3 separate regions of the Rattus norvegicus genome follow, and regions 1 and 3 are each linked to region 2. The links are chromatin contacts, called in public Hi-C maps. All regions are on one chromosome and are shown on one strand. Each heading gives the region's core, a stretch centred on a gene start, on an enhancer-like site or on the middle of the called end of the contact. The rest is flanking DNA. Distances are from core to core; before and after follow the strand shown.

Evidence for each region. Hi-C and Micro-C count contacts between places; a contact is called where the count stands out from the background.
Region 1: a Hi-C map of the A7r5 cell line shows a contact between it and region 2, with 6 times the contacts expected there. The contact joins the promoter of Garin5a here to the promoter of Smim47 in region 2. A contact is called at or near these places in 8 of 12 Hi-C or Micro-C datasets (the A7r5 cell line, the Rat2 cell line, Schwann cells and 5 more).
Region 3: a Hi-C map of prefrontal cortex shows a contact between it and region 2, with 4 times the contacts expected there. The contact joins the enhancer-like site here to the promoter of Smim47 in region 2. A contact is called at or near these places in 8 of 12 Hi-C or Micro-C datasets (the A7r5 cell line, the Rat2 cell line, Schwann cells and 5 more).

The regions. Positions count from the first base shown.
Region 1 is chr1:104,123,231-104,126,852 of GRCr8, forward strand. Garin5a (golgi associated RAB2 interactor 5A) reads left to right here and starts at 2,271. Exons shown (of 5, transcript NM_001400842.1): 1 at 2,271-2,409; 2 at 2,594-2,712; 3 at 3,159-3,289. The coding sequence starts at 2,367. It overlaps Emc10 (ER membrane protein complex subunit 10), which reads right to left and starts at 2,138. Exons shown (of 7, transcript NM_001004221.2): 1 at 1,932-2,138; 2 at 609-681. The coding sequence starts at 2,075.
Region 2 is chr1:103,879,199-103,882,819 of GRCr8, forward strand. It overlaps Smim47 (small integral membrane protein 47), which reads left to right and starts at 2,044. Exons shown (of 3, transcript NM_001384852.1): 1 at 2,044-2,110; 2 at 2,188-2,247; 3 at 2,366-2,469. The coding sequence starts at 2,096. The coding sequence ends at 2,377. Acp4 (acid phosphatase 4) reads right to left here and starts at 1,958. Exons shown (of 12, transcript NM_001107510.2): 1 at 1,727-1,958; 2 at 1,300-1,455. The coding sequence starts at 1,365.
Region 3 is chr1:104,103,200-104,106,452 of GRCr8, forward strand. No RefSeq gene overlaps it. Among named protein-coding and RNA genes, the nearest start is that of Trnaa-agc69, 4.1 kb to the right of the region's middle. Within about 2 kb of position 1,477, at least 55 of the 93 cell types and tissues checked have an H3K27ac peak or open chromatin away from gene starts, as enhancers often do. A contact at or near this core is called in the A7r5 cell line, Schwann cells and prefrontal cortex, where this site is marked.

The sequences.
Region 1 (3,622 bases), core at 1,021-3,520, 240 kb after region 2:
GAAGTTCCTGATTTGACTCCCCTACTATGATCTAACTGGAATTGTGGAAGAAAATAAAATTTTAAAGGTGAAAACCACAAGAAGACCTTCAATATCTATATGAGCAGGCAAAAACTGTTCTGTCCTGACAAGTTAAACAATCTTTGGGCATCTGTGTAAGCAAGTTCTAAAAGCCAAAAAAGCCCAATTACCCCATATCATAAGAAGATGGTCACAGCTGTACATTCTGTGTGGGAGTCACTAAAAACCTATCTTCCAGGCACTAGAATCAGTGACAAGTGGCTAGAGGGTACCAAGACGGCTACCTGGCATAAAATACTTCCTTTAGCTATCACACATGCACATGTATGCTGTGCACATGTACACATATGTACATTTACATATGCATACATGTGTGTATGTACATGTGGTATGTGTATACACTTATATGTATGCATATATAGGTATAGGTGTATATTTATAATTTTCATACCCTTGGGTATGCATTAAACCCTTGAACCCTTGAAGCCACAAGTATGGGGCACCTAAAAACAACTTCTCTTTTCCTATCTCTGGTTTTGGCTCTCCGCCAAAGGATATGTGTAAGGTTGAAGACCCACTGATCTCACCAATCTCAAATGAATGTTCCAGCAGCAATGCCACAGTGCCACAGCCCTCAGCTTCATGGCCATCAGCTCCCACCTGCAGGAGAGACAAGGACCCCAAGTAAGAACCACTCGAGCTCTGGACAGGGCAGAATCCACTGACACCAGGACAGAATGACAGGCTGAAGGACAAGCCTTAGCTTCATGCTCACATCCAATCACAAGGGCTTTCCCTGGGTTCATGAATATTCATGTCGTTGATTTCCATAGCACAAAGAAAACCCTACAAGCCGTTACTCTACCGTCCAATGCCCAGGTCATTATCTTTTTGTTTTTGAGAGTCTCACTGCAAAGCCCAAGTTAGCCTCTAATCCACAATTCTTGCACCTCCACCACCTAGTGCTAATACAGGCAAGCACCACCACACTCTGCTCCCCATTCATGAATTCACAGGCACTGGCATCCTTGGCACGTGTTCATACCCCAACCATTCACATTGTCAAGAATTCCACTTCTCTCCTGCCTACGTCTACTGAGTGCTTGGGATTACAGATAAGCACCAACAACAACTTAATTTTTTGTGGTTTTTCTTTTTTTAATTTTGTGCACAGATGTTTGCAAGTTCCTGGGTATTGGACACAATGTCCAATACCCAGGAACGGAAGTTAACAGGCAGTTGTGAGCCTCCAGATGGGTGCTAGAAATCGAACGCAGGTACTCCAGAAAAGCGGCCAGTTCTCTTGGCCCCATTTCTCCAGCACCCCATTTTTGGGTTTTTTGAAACAGGGCCTTAAGTAACCCAGGGTGACCTTGCACACCTAGGTTGTCAAGATTGCACCCCACGCCCAGGGCTATGCCTTAGATGTCTTAATTTAAAGCTTCTCCTACCCAGGCATCCTACAGCACCTGGCTTCCTCATGCATATTCAGGAACATGACTCCACCCATTGCACAACGGCACTGCTTCCCTGCCCTACCATAGCTTTATTATTTACTTATTGAGTTAGGGTCTCACTATGTAGCCCTGTCTGGCCTAGAACTCCCTTTGTACTAGGTTGGCCTGGAACTCAGAAATCCACCTGCCTCTGCCACCTGAATAGAAGTATTGAAAGCGTGCACCATCACACCCCCATTTTTGTATTTTTGAGACGATCTCAAGCAGCCCAAGTTAGCCTTAAACTCCTTGATCCTCCAGCCTCAGCCTCCGGAGCACTGAGATGAAAGGCTAGCTAGCACCACCAAGCCACGCAGCCCAAGTTCCAAGCAAACCACATCCTTTCATGAATATTCATGAGAAGGCCATCTAGCACCCACAGGAGGCCGCCCCGCCCCGGCCACTAGCACTCACCCCGCGCGCGGCGGCTCCGACCCGGCAGCCGCTGCCCCGGGCTCTGCTAGGAACCGCGGCTACCATCAACAAGAGCACTAGCAGCTGGGTCACGCCGGCACCCGCGGCCACCATACCGAAGCGCTGGGAAGAGCCGAGCGCCATACAGCACCCTAGGAAACACAGATCTCATCCTGAGGCTCGTGCGCCTGCGCCGCATGCCGCGCCTGCGCACTAGCGCCCGTTCGCCTGCTCCCGCAGTTAGGATGGCCATTTCTCCATCCGGGCCTCTAGGGTTCACGTCCCCGGTGACACAGCCTCGGAGAGAGGTGACGTTCATGACGTCAAGGAACGCTGGGCCACCTATTGTAAAGTCACAAGCTCTAGGCCCCACCCTTTATCTGTCTGTCCCAGGCTTCACCCGGCGTTCCTACTACCCAGGGCCGGGGCGTGGCGATGAAGGGCGGACGAGATCTTAAGCCGGCTTCCGGCAGAGCAGGTGAGACTAGTTCGGAGGGGATGGAAGGTGACAAAAGGAGTTCTGCCTGGAGGGGTTGGCCCTAGTGAGGGAGCCGGGGAAGGCATGGGGCCAGCAATGCGGAGGCCTTTGCCCCGCGTGCGCCCCCGGTCAGAGTACAGGTACCTGGCATCCTGGAGTGGATGCCAACCCTTCGCCCCTGCAGACCGCCCCTTGGCTCAAGCCTACGCCCCGTGCCGCCCTGGGCGACTCCAGCGCCACCTCCTGAGCGGCGAGTTCGACCAGCTGCGCGACTTTCCCATCTTTGAGAGCAACTTCGTGCAGGTGTGGAGCCCCGGACCTCCAACCCGTTGATGTACGGAGCCCCAGTCATTTATCACTCTTTGGAACTCCAAGTGTTCCACATAATTTCTGAGCCCGCTGGGCTTTTTGTGGCTTCAGAAGCCTTTGTCTCAGTTTCCTTGACTGTACACACATATGGTTCTTGTCCTTTGATCCTAACATCTCTAGCCCACAACTTTCTTTTTTCTTTTTAGTGGTAATGTGGGTGTTACCCAGAGCTTCACTCAAATTAGGCAGGGGCTCTACCCCTTAGTGCAGCCCCTCACTGGGGGATTCTAGGCATGTGCTTATATACTGAGCCACATTCCCAGCTCCTAACCTGGTCTCCACTAGTTCACGACCTGTCACTCTGTCGAGATTCCCAACACCCATCAGATCCCTGTTGAATTCTGTTCTCCATCTATCGTGCCTCTAACCTCTGGCCCCAGGTGACCCGGTTTGGAGAAGTCGCCAACAAGGTCACCATGGGGGTGGCAGCCTCTAGCCCTGCCCTGGAGCTGCCAGACCTGCTGCTGCTAGCCGGCCCTGACAAGGAGAATGGACACCTGCAGCTCCTCGGGTGACTGCCCCTTCAAGTCCCAACTTCCTCCAACCTCCCTGTCGACATTTTGCCACCTAGGCTCCGGGGACCAAGTGCACCACCAGACTTCTCCACTAAGAAAAATGACAGGGCACTTCACAGAGGTCAGAAGTCAGACAAGATGAGGGAGGACAGTCCTCGGTGACATCACAGGGTCAGGATGGTGACTGTTTACACAATGCTTTCTGCTTTCCAAGTACTACTCTGTCCCAGAGAGATAAAGTAAGGCTCAAAGACTGGGTCCATGGCTCAGGGTCTCACAGATATCAGGACTAGAACCTGAGGCTCCTTACAGTCCACTGCTCTGCTCTG
Region 2 (3,621 bases), core at 794-3,293:
TAGCCCCAAACTGAGTATCTTAAGACAGTCATTGCTCATGGGCCTTATGGGTCAAGAGTTGGGAGGGCTCAGCTTAGAGGGAATCTAGCTGTTTACTTTTTGAGATTTTTTTTTTTTTTGAAGTGGTGGTTTGAGACAAGATCTCACCATGTAGCCCTAGCTGTCCTAGAACTCACTATGTAGACAGGCTGTCCTCAAACTCACAGATCTCTGCCTCGCAAGGGCTGGGATTAAAGGTGGGCTTCACTACATCCAGCCGTGACTTATTTATTTTTATTTTATGTGTTTTTATGTATGTGCATGAAGTATCCGTGGAGGCCAGAAGAAGGCGTTGGATCCTCTGGAACTGGTGACTTTGAATTCCAGTCCCGAAAGGACAGCAGCGTTGCTGACCCAAGAAATTACTCCATGTCCAGCATGGTGAACCAGTTCATTTACTGGTGTCACTCACAGGATTGTGACTCAAAAGCAGCCGCTGCACCCACACTGGAATGTCCTAGACAGACGGTGCGAGGAGGACAGATGTGTCACTGGGGGTCCTCTGTGCACCTCAAAGGCAGCTCCACTTAAGAATTCTGTCTTGAGTGCTGGAGAGATGGCTCAGAGGTTAAGAGCACTGGCTGCTTTTCCAGAGGTCCTGAGTTCAATTCCCAGCAACCACATGGTGGCTCACAACCATCTAGCCAGATAACCACGAGATCTGGTGCCCTCTTCTCACCGGCAGGCATACATGCAGACAGAATGCTATATGCATAATAAATTAATAAATCTTTTTTAAAAAGAGCCTTCTCTCCAGCAACCATCTACTTCTTCTGTATCAGGTGAATCTGGAAAAATGTCTTGAGTTTTGTGAGACTCTTGAGCTGTCTTCCCACCCTGGGCTGGAGAAACACCTGCACCACAAACAGAAGTTCTCCGTGTGGAGAGGTCAGAGGTCAATGTCAAATGTCTTGTTTGATTGCTTTTCACTTATTCTGATCATTCTCACTCAACCTGGAGTTCACTCATTTGGCCAACAAACCCCGGGATCTTCCAGTCTCTACGTCCTAGTGCCGAGGCACAAGCACCATGCCTGGCTTTTTATAGGCATGCTAGGGAATCAAACTCAGGTCCTCATGCTTAAAAGGTAAGTATACACCCACTGAGCCCTGCCCTAGCTCCTTTCCTGGGGGATATGTTTTCTTTACATTAGAAAAAAATGGCAAAGACATCTTTGTGACTCACTGAAGGTCATTCCACTGACAGCCGTCAGAGCTGGGGTTCAAGCCCACACAGGCATCACCGCAGGAGGCTTCTCACCATGTATGTCCCCTGAGTCTCCAGCCTGAGGACACTGCAAAGAACTGGGCTCCTCCAGTGGTGCATCCCTCTGTGCACAGCCGGTAGCAATTAGTGGGGGATGAAGGCAGTTCCACACACACGTGTATCTCCCCTCTCGGCTGCACCTCTAAGAACCTGAAAGTTATAAGAGGAAAGGTATAGAGAGGAAAGAATTTGGAACCTACAAAGAACACTGGGTGGTCAGAGTCAAAGTGCCTGGCTGTCCCTGTGGTCCAGAGGTCAGAAGCTGCCACTGCCACCATGCTTCACACCAGGGTGCACATTCTGCCATTTTCACAAGCTGGGGACCAAATTCTAGTCTAAGTCCCAACTGTCATTCCCACCCTTGCATCTGGCAGACACAAGCATGCCATTTTGCCTGTGCCATTGGACCCCTTCTTCATACCTCAGTCATTCTCCTGCCTCAAGATACCAGAGGCTATCTGTCCCTTCCCAGCTCACAACTCTCCCCTGGCTCCCCAGCACACTCTAGGGAAGAAAATGGGACCCAGTGTGGAGATCCAGGTCTGTACTCTCCAATCTCATAAGTCCTGATGCTGGATTTAGGTCCCATGGGTGACACTACACACCTACATCCCCTTCCTCCCAATCCCCAGTTCCAATGTCTCTTCTACCCAAAATGCCCTTCCCTGGTCACCATGGTCACCATTCTGGTCTCCCCGACAACCCCCTCCCATTCTTGGAGACTCTTTCCTGTCGGACTCAGAGGTCTGAGGGAGGCAGGTCAAGTGCTGTGTGGCTAGGACCCATGGCTATGAACTTGCAGGAAGTGAGGACAGGTGAAGGGACTGGGGCAGGGGTGGGGATAGGGAGGGGAGGGAGCTGACTCCTGACCTCCTCCCCCAGAATGTGACCTTGGCCATGGCCGTGTTAACCATCCTAGCCTCCATCTACTTCTTCAACAAGGTGAGGGGGAGGTGGGTGTAGGAGGGGTCTGTCTCTCTTGTCTCTCTTCATTTGGCCCTGAAGCTTTTTCTGTACTGAGTTGCCATGTGTCTACATCACACCTCTATCTCTGCTCTAGGCTCAGCAGTAAGAAGGCATGGCTCCCCAGTCCACCAGCTTGGCCCCCGCCTGCTCTGCCATTGCTCTGGCCTCTAAGATCCAATAAATGTTAACAGCACCAGACCAAGGCTTCCTGCTCCCTAAGCTCTGCTCCCTACAACCCTGTTCCTCATAGGTCCACACAACCATGGATCTCAGCAGGAAGGTGAAAAGTAGAGACCTGGCCCCTAGATCTGAGGGAGGAGGCTTGGGACCTGTTGCTCCAAATCTGTGAGAAACTGGGCTCTGGGCCTCTGAGTCTGAGGGAAGAGGCTGGGCCCTGAACATCTGAGTCTGAGAAAGGAGGCTGGGCCCTGAATCTCAAAATCTGTGGGAGGAGGCTGGGCCCTGGACCTCCAAGTCTGTGGGAGGAGGCTGGGCCCTGGATCTCTAAGTCTTTGGGTGGAGAATTGGGCTTGGAGTCCTGTGTCTGAGGGAGAAGTGCTGGAGTCTGAACCTCTGGGTCTGAGGGAGGAGTGCTGGAGCTTGGACCCCTGGGTCTGAAGGAGAAGTGGGTCTTGAAGAATAAGTAGGAACCTTTAGGTCACATGAGTATTTAAGGGGCATTTCAGCTGTGAGTGCCAGGGCACAGAGAAGAATTTCCAGGGTTTGATTCTCCATCTGGCACTAAACAGCTTGCTCAGGATTTCAGGCTTGTCTCTCTGAGCACTCCTTCCCAGCAAAGGTGCAAATCTGTTTAAAGGAAGGCCACGCTAAGGACTGCCAGAGATCAACGGTGTGGGCAGATGTTGTGACTGTATGTGGAGAGTCTAAGTGGATGTAATTCCTTTCCTGGTTATCTTAAGAAATGCTAATATTTCTTCCTTTTTTTTCTCTCTTGTCTTAGCAAACTCCTATTGAACCGTTATCACCTGCCATCAAATCCCTATCTGATAGAAGTGTCCAGAACCCCAAATAGAGGGAATCTGTTAGCAGCGCACTCCATCACCTTCCTGCCTCCTCCAACCTTCCCAAGGGAGTGAGTGCCCTGAGGGACAGACACACCTGCCCAAGAAAGTTCATTTGTATGCTCTGGGTCTTCTGGACAAGGACTAGAAATTTCCAATCACGAACATATTCGCAAATCCTTGTAGTTCAGATCCGTGCAATTTTAGTGGGTCACAAGCAAATTGAGATCAAGCAGAACTAGCGGTCGTGCTCTCGATGAGAGCCAGTAACAGCATCCTTTGTCCTCCAATGCAAGGATTCCTTGTGCGCAAAACCAGAAATAGCCGT
Region 3 (3,253 bases), core at 227-2,726, 220 kb after region 2:
TGAGGCTCGATTTAGCTGCAAGGCCAGGGTCTGGCCAGATAAGGTGTGGATAGAGACAGGGCCCGCCCCTATGGTGCCCCTTAAATTGCAGGGCTTTGGCTAGGGTTGGGGGTGCAGACACCATGGCCAGGTGAGAGGGTCCTGCTGTGCTGGGGCTCAAAAGGCGCCCAGTGTCTCTCCACCTGTCTGCTTGCCTCTCCTGACTGGGCTCCTGCCTTCCACACTCTCCATCCTCTCCTGTGCCACCTCACTCTGCCTGTTTCTTCATATCTATCTCTCTATCTCTCTCTCTCTCTCTATCTCTCTCTCTCTTTCTCTCTCTCTCTCTCCCTCTCTCCTTCTCTCTCTCTCCTTCTCTCTCTGTATCTCTCTGTGTCTCTCTTGTGTGCATCTGTCTCTGTGTGTCTCTCTCTGTCTCTCTGTGTCTTTGTGTCTTTGTCTGTGTCTGTCTCCCTCTCTCTCTCTCTCTCTGCCTCACTTTGCCTGTCTCTTCATCTCCATGTCTCTCTGTCTCTCTCTGTGTCTCTGTCTCTGTGTCTCTGTCTCTTCATCTCCATCTGTGTGTCTCTCTGTGTATCTCTGTCTCTGTCTCTCTCTGTCTCTCTGTGTATCTCTGTCTCTGTCTCTCTCTGTCTCTGTCTCTTCATCTCCGTCTCTCTCTGTCTCTGTCTCTGTCTCTCTCTCTCATGTGTATGTATCTGTGTCCATCTGTCTCTATGTGTGTGTGTGCACGCACGCACATGTGCATATCTGATTCCCCATCTCTATCTTTCTCTTTCTGCCTCTTTCCATCTGTTTCGCTCTCTGCCTCTGTCTCTCCATCTTTCTCGCAGATTTTCTATCCCCCCTTATTTTTTTGCCTTTCTCCATCTCTGCCTCTCTCAGCCTAATTTTTCCTGTCTCTGATGTTCCTTCCATGTGTCTGTCTCTTGACCTGATTCTCCTTCGCTCTTCATTTCTCTTTCCGTTTCTGACAGTCTCTCTCTTGTCTCTGCCTTTCTCTGTCTCTTTCTCACTGTCTGTCTCTCTGTCTCTCTTTTATTCCTGTCTCTATCTCAGCTTGCTTGTTCCCCACCCCTTCCTCCCTATCCCCTATTTTCAGGTCTCTCTTCCTCCCTTTCTGACTCCCTCTCTGCTGGGGCCTGAGCCCTGTGTTCTCTCCTGAATAAAGCTGGTTCTGTCCTGGCTCTCCCTTCTCTGCCTCCGTCTTTCCTTCCCCCTCTGCCCCCACTCATGCGGAGCCCCAATCCTGGTTAAGGGGCTCATTACTGGCAGCAGGGGCAGCCCCTCCTGCCCCACACAACAGGACAGAGGGGTGGAAACCAAGGACTCAAGACCAGAAAGGCAGGGAGAGAAGTCAGCCCAGATGAGGGACAACAGGTCATGGGATGTCGAGGCCAGGCAGCACCCTACACCAGGCAGACCAGGCTCCCCTCCCCCTTGGGCCAGGCTGTGCCAGCACCAGGACAATGCACCCTTGTCTCCTGTCCTGACAGCTGGGGGCTCCTGCCTCCGCCTCCTTCAGAGGGGCCAGTGGCTCTCAGCAGGAGAGTGACCCTGGGGACCAGGCCTAGGGCATCTACTACATCCAGCCTCCTGTCCTTGCCTGAGCCCAGGACCCTTTCATTATTCTGGTCACCCTGGTGTTCGGCCATCCTCTCTGTGCCTTGCCTCTACACTTCCTGTCCTAGCTCTGCTGTGCCTCCACTATGTCCTTTCTCCCCTTCCGATTTGCATGGCCCCTCCCCACTAGAAATCTTATGAGCACCTACTGTGTACGGGGGTCCCAGACTCCAGACTCCTTTCCCTCTTGTCCCTGCTCCCACACACCCCACCATCATCTCTTTCATCATCATCCTCTCCTTTCTACCCTCCTGGGAGAAGGAATGAACACACCTTGAGCCCCTACTGTATACTAGTCACTCCACTCACTTCTTTACCTCATCACACCCTCCTTTCCCTTCCCCCCCTCCCTTCCCCTCCCCCTCGCTGTTTTCTCCACTCTCTTCCAAGACAAAGAACGCATTTATTGAGCACAGTTCTGGTATGCGTTCTCTCTCTTGTCCTCCATTCTTCACTGACAATGGTCTCTGCCAGCCTCTGCTTCCTGCTTCTCTCTGCCTGGGAAATATGGGCATACATTGGGCACCAGCTGTGTGCTAAGCTTTTTATAAACACTTCCTTCTGTCCTCTGCTTCCTACTGGCTCTCCCACCCAGGAAGGGAAGGGGCACTGATTGAGCACTGACTGTGTGCCAAGCAATCCACACCTATGCCTCTCTTGGCTCCCTAGCTCCTCCTCTGCAGAGAAAGCAACAACTATTTCAGGCAGAGGGGCGAGGTGCCCATTGGGAGCACAGCTAGGGTGAGGATGGGCCAACAAACAGGCTTCAGAGCTAGGCAGGGACCAGCACTCTCCACCAGGAACTGATGCAGAAGCAGTGGAAAGATGGTGGAAAGGAGTGGCTTCTTTTAACAGCTAGCCTGGGTTACCTCCTGTCCTCTTTGTCCCCTCCCTGCACCCCTCCCACGACTCTCACTCTGTGGCTCTGTCACTCTCTGTCACATGCCGTCTTCCTTTGACCTCTTCCCATCTCTGCCCACATGATATGACTACATGAAGCTCCTCGCGTCCAGCACAGTACCTGACGTGTGGGAACTCCTGTCATCACAGACTCAGACACTGCAGCCTCCCCTCCTTCGCTTCCTTCCTCTTCCTCCTCCTCTTCCTCTTCCTTTCTCCTTGTTTTCCTCTTCCTCTTCTCCATCTTTCTCCTCTTCCTCTCCATTTCCTTCTCCTCCTGTACTTTCATCTTCTCTCTTTCCTCCTCTTTCCTCTTTTATTTCCTCCTTCTCCCCTATTCTCTTCCTCCTTTCCGTTTTCCTCCTCCTCTTCCCTACCTCCTCTCTTTCTGCATGTTCTTCTGCCCCTCCTTCTCTCCTCCATCTTCTCCTCCTATATCTCTTCTTCCTCCTCCACTTCCATCCCCAATTTCTTTAGCTTCTTCATTCCCATCTTCTTTCTGCTCCTTTGCTTTCTCCTTCTCCTCTTTCTACAACTCCTCCTTTTTTCTTTTTCCTTCTTCCTGTTTTCTTACCCATCTCTCCTCCATTCCGCCTCCTCATCTGCCCCTTTCTCCTCATCCTCTCTCTCTCCCTCTGCTCCTATTGTATCTCTGAATTCTCTGCTCCTCCTCTCCCACCTCTTCTTTCCTTACCCTCTCTTCCTCACCCATGTCTTGTTCTTCCTCCAT